Linked DNA regions of Anas platyrhynchos: region 2 is linked to region 1. A link is a contact called in public Hi-C data. All regions are on one chromosome and are shown on one strand. The core of a region is the stretch at or near the end of the contact, and the rest is flanking DNA. Distances in the headings are between cores, read along the strand shown.

Region 1 (2,730 bases), core at 170-2,669:
GGTGATCCTGCTCAGCAGGGAGTTTGGACTGGGTGATCTTCAGAGATCCCTTCCAACCTCAGCCATTCTGTGATTCTGTGATACATATTTTCATGGATGTTCACATATTTATCATTCTAAAATGAAACAATTAAAAAAGTATATTCTTATATAAGAGTGGAATTACCTTCAGCACAGTGAATTTTAGTAACCTAAACCTTTAGGCCTTTATAAGGCACAACTGCAAGAATGTTAATTGTGTTCTATAACATCTTTTAGCCTACAGAATATATATTATCATTCTATGATTCCAAATTAAAAATCAAATATTCATAGCAGGAACTACTCATTCTGACCCCACATTTCTCTGGTAAAACTTCTACAAACTGTAAGATTAACTAGTCTGACTCAGTTCAGTCATCACTACAACAGATTATCACATTCCCCTCTTTTTCTGCCCACAGTTGTGCTGCTATTTTTTCATAAATTTAGTAGTGTAAAAATTACATTTAATCTATCATATATATATAAGAACCATTTACCTTGCAGAGAACAAAAATTCATTTTGTTACAACACAATAATATTACAACCCATTCCTCCTAGCAAAGAGAGTCAGTTACATGATTTATCCATGAAGTCCACATTTTCTTATTCAGCTAAACAAGTGGAACAATCTTTACATCCCCGGCCTAGCAAAGATGGAAGGACAGGTCCTCACCTGGGCACTAATTCTACTAATTATACTAAATCACCAACATGAATTCAGAACCAAAGTTGTTTAAGGAACAAGTTTTAGAAAAAGGACAGAAACAACAAAAACTATTTCAAAGAACTAAAATTTGAATATTACTTACAAACATTAATTACTGAAAAACGTAATAAAATACTGGATAAAATTATAGTAGTTGAGTATTATAAAGATAGCAGGAAAAAAAAATCTGTCTGAACATGGAAATTATTTTAAGATGGTAATATGTGGTAGATGGCTCATCAGGTGGGATTAAACCTTGCCCATATATCATATGTGAAGATGCAAGGCAAACAGCCTTTTATTACCTGTAGGTGGAAATCTCAGTAAGATATCCTTACATGCCTCCCAGAATACCTGCCCTTGCTTCCACTGTCTGTAGGCCTCCTGTTTCTGCTTGAATTTGGCCAGGAGCTCCTTGTTCTTCCATACAGGCCTCCTGGTGTTTTTGCCAGATTTCCTCTTTGTTGGGCTGCATTGCTTCTGATCTTGGAGGAGGTGATCCCTGAATATTAACCAGCTTTCCTGGGCCCCTCTTCCTTCCAGGGCTTTGCCCCATGATATTCCACCACGAAGATCCCTGAAGAGGCCAAAGTCTACTCTCAAAGTGCAGCGTAGTGAACTTGTCGTGTGCCTTCCTTGCTGCCCTTAGCATCCATGATTTCATGGTCACTGCAGCCAAGGCTGCCCTTGACCATTACATTCCCCACCAACTCCTCCTCAACAAGGAGAATGAGGTCAAACATAGCACCTCTCTTTATCGTATCCTCTGTCACTTGTGTCGTGGTTTAACCCGGCCGGCAGCTAAACACCACGCAGCCGTTCGCTCACCCTCCCCCCTCCCTCTCTGGGACGGGGGAGAGAAATGGAAAGTGAAGCCCGTGAGTTGAGATAAAGACAGTTTAATAAGACAGGAAAATAATAATAACAAAATAATAATAAAATAATAACAATAATAATACAATGGTGATAATAGGAAAGTAATAATAGTATGTACAAACAAGTGATGCACAATGCAATTGCTCACCACTCGCTGACCGATGCCCAGCCTAACCCCGAGCAGTCCGGCCCCCTCCCCCCGGCTAGCCACCCCTATATATTGTTTAGCATGACGTCAGATGGTATGGAATACCCCTTTGGCTAGTTTGGGTCACCTGTCCTGGGTCTGTCCCCTCCCAGCTCTTACTGCACCCCCAGCCTGCCCGTTGGCAGGACAGAGCAAAAGGCTGAGATGTCCTTGGCTTAGTATAAGCACTGCTCTGCAACAATTAAAGCATCAGGGTGTTATCAGCACTCTTCTCATCCTAAGCCAAAACACAGCATTCCACCAGCTACTAGGAAGAAAATTAATTCTGTGCTAACTGAAACCAGGACACACTTGGAGAAAGAAGTTACCATCAGTGCATTCCAGGAATCTCCTGGATTGCCTATGCCCTGCTGTGCTGTCCCTCCAACAGATACCAGGGTGATTCAAGGCCCCCATGAGAACCAGGGTTTGTGAACACGAGCTATTTCTATCTGTCTACAGAGGGACTCAGCCGCTCATTCTTCCTGGTCAGGTGGCCTGTAGCAGACCTCCACTGTAATGTCACTGTCCCTACCTTCCCTTTAATCCTTGCCCATAAGGATTGCTCTCTGTCTGCTCCTCACCCATCCCCAACCAGAGCTCCATGCACTCCAGGTGCTCACTGACTTAGAAAGTGATGCCCCCTCCTCATCTTCCCTGCCTGTCCTTGCTGAAGAGCCTGCATCCTTCCATTCCAACACTCCAGTCATGGGAGCCTTCCCACCATGTCTCTGTAACATCAATGAGGCCACAGCCCTATAACGTGCATACATCTCTAAATCCTCTTGTTTATTCCTCATGCTAAGTGCATTAGCATAGAGGTATTTGAGTTGGGCCCCTGATTAAGCTGACTTACTCTCTGGAGAGTGGCTAATAGTCATTAGGCTGTACCACGCTTGGTATTGTGTTGGTGACAGCTCTGATACGAGCCCTGGT
Region 2 (2,723 bases), core at 146-2,645, 170 kb before region 1:
GCAATAATGATTAAGGATTTTTTCATCTCCTCAATTACATTACCCCCTCATTTTTATTTTATTTTTCCTAGAGATTTCTTGGAATCTGTCATGAACTGTCCCTAACATGGTACCTATTCAATATTATAACTGGCTTTTAGTTGTGAACAGTTCATCAAGCCTGCTCAATTTTTCCCAAGTTCACAAAGGATCTTCTAAGTTTGTAGATTTGAAAGTACTTTGTCTCCCATGTAACGCCTCTTGATACGGTTTCTGCAAAAATGATGCTTATCAAGCTCTCTGTTCAGTAATCTGAAAGACAAAACAAATGACAGTTGTCTCTAATTCTGTGCTTCTCAGAAACTTTCCTTATGGTTATTTTTCCAGACTCCTAGATAACTCTTTCAACAAAGCCACTTCAGATTGCCTATATATTAATTCACATTCGCCTACCTGTTCCTCATTTTGGTGCCACATATTTTTCAATTAGGCAGAGGTCTGTCCAGTCTGTTGAAGCAGATGTTTATGTTAAAGAATATGCCAGAGAAGTATGTAGGCAACCAAAACTCTATTTACCCAGAGTTATCTGAGATACCATCAGTCACTTTCTGCAAAGAGCTGTGACTTCCTTGGGTAAGAACCACTTCTGGTAGTTTCTTACCTTGCTTTCCTTGGAAGGTCCCTCCCACTACATTTCTGATAAATTAATCCCGAAATTCTTTGATGTAATTTGTAGGTTCTTTTTCCTTTCAAGGAGAGAGGGGAAAAAAAAAAAAAAAAAAAAAAAGCAAAACAGACAAAACAGAGCTTCCAGTCTTCTGTGGAAGCTACTGAGATAGCACCTAGTTATTTATGCAAGCAGCAGTCTATCTTCCATCTATATAAGGGATGCTGTCAATGTACCCTGCATCATATGCTTTTTCATAAAATGAATTCCCTGAACAGCTCTATCTGACCCCACACAGATAACCCTGCAGCAGCTCTGCAAGTGTGGTGTGGAAAGCTGTTGATGCAGATCTTTTGTTTTGGACAACCAGGATATTTAGCCCTATGCACAGGTTACAGCACAATATTGCATTTGGAGTAGAGGGATGTGTATCGTAAGAACATGGAGGAGAATAAGGTGAAAGCATGAAAGCCTACCTGCTTTGGAGCTAGTCCTAGGGCTTAATTACTAGTGCCAAGGTACACAAACACATGCTTGGGAAGCTCTCATGGAAATGTCAGCCACCTGCAGCCTTTAATCATCTAAAGGATGAAGGTTGGTACCAATGAACTGCAGCTGCGGGCATAGCACCTAATTCCTTTGTGTTTGGAGATCTGCTGTGATACTAATTTACTCATCAATAAGCATCTTGCCTAACCTCTCTGGGGCTTTTTTCACTGCTAATAAGTTGAAGATAGTAATTAGATGAAATCAATCTTGTAAAAATAATTAATGCTTTTACATACTGTGTGATAAGTGATATAAAAGCATCACTTCTCGCTAGTTTATCCCTTGGGTTGAAAAGATCTTTCTGGAGGTGTATCTTCAGTAGTTGAAGCGAGAACAGGATTCATGGCTGAGTAGGTATGTTGTGTTTTGGTCTTTGTTTTTAAAAGCCCAAACGGCTTTTAAACGTGTTTTAACTACACGAATTGTGTAGTTAATGTGCTGATTTTATAGCTATCCCTCTGTGCAACATTCTTCCTCATCATTTTAAAAACACAGCCGAACGTACTGACTTTAAAGCGACGAGGGAAGGAGGTGCAATACCCTCGAAGGAAAGCCTGGGGACCACTTGCCCTGCCCCTTCGCCATGGATTTGTGAAGCCTTCGGCTTCCTCCCCTTCCCCTCCCGTGCGGGGGCCGCAGCCCAGCCCTGCCTTCCGCAAATCACGACCGCCCGCTCCCTGCCGGTGCCAGGCGGGTAGGGAGGACGACGAGGGCAGGGCAGGGGCTCGGGGAGGCGCTGAGGAGCCGCCGCAGCTCGCTCGCCCTGCAGCGTCCCGGGTTTGCGCGGAGGCGGCGGAGCCGGCAGCGCAGCCCCAGGATCCTGGTAAGGAGAGGGGGCTGCGGGTGGGAGCCTTTTCTCGCCTGCCCTTTGAGGACTGTTGCGGTTTGCTCGGGTGCCCTACGGCACTACAAAACGCGGCTCCAGTTGCTGCTTCCTCCCGGCGGTTCCCGCTGCAGTGGGGCCCCCGTGGGCTGAGCCGCTCCGCATCCCCAGTGGGCTCCGAAAGGAAAGGCAAAGCAGACGCGCTGCTCCTCCCTCCCCCGGCCGGATATATAGTATCAAACCCAGAAGGGGAGGAGAGGTTTGTATTTTTTCTTTTCCGTTTTTTTTTTTTTTTTTTTTTTTTTCTTTTCTCCTCTCTCCTCTTCCTTCACCGGGAGTTGCTTGCGTGCTAAGGGAGGTGGGGGCAGCGGTCTGGAGGCGCGAATTGGTGGGAAGGGCGGTAATTGAAGGTAACGACCCGCCGCGGGGCATGGGGAAGAAGCAAAAATAATAATAACAAAGATAAGAAAAAGAAATGAGGTGGGGGAGAGGACGAGGAGGCCAGGCTGCGGATGGATGGTGTTGCTCAGGAAGCGGGGAGGGCGGCGGGGCCGGGCCGCCTGCAGCTCCGGGGCTCTGGGGGGGGCCGGGCCGGGCTGGGAGCGAGGCCCCCAGCGACGGGCGATGCCCTGGGGAGAAACGGCGGCACTGGCCCGTCCCTGCCCAGCTGATGCCCCCGCTTCTTCCTGGGAAAGTTAAAGGTGG

What was found. A called contact is a pair of places that touch in the nucleus more often than the background predicts.
Region 2: a contact with region 1 is called in a Hi-C map of skeletal muscle, with 1.7 times the contacts expected there. The contact joins the promoter of FAR2 here to the enhancer-like site in region 1. A contact is called at or near these places in 2 of 8 Hi-C or Micro-C datasets (skeletal muscle and subcutaneous adipose tissue).

The regions. Positions count from the first base shown.
Region 1 is chr1:68,803,505-68,806,234 of IASCAAS_PekinDuck_T2T, reverse strand. No RefSeq gene overlaps it. Among named protein-coding and RNA genes, the nearest start is that of SLCO1C1, 56 kb to the right of the region's middle. Within about 2 kb of position 1,419, at least 3 of the 8 cell types and tissues checked have an H3K27ac peak or open chromatin away from gene starts, as enhancers often do.
Region 2 is chr1:68,971,491-68,974,213 of IASCAAS_PekinDuck_T2T, reverse strand. It overlaps FAR2 (fatty acyl-CoA reductase 2), which reads left to right and starts at 1,395. Exons shown (of 14, transcript XM_038186108.2): 1 at 1,395-1,549; 2 at 1,691-2,018. It overlaps LOC106016238 (a long non-coding RNA gene), which reads right to left and starts at 1,215. Exons shown (of 3, transcript XR_011806654.1): 1 at 1,123-1,215; 2 at 433-486; 3 at 31-291.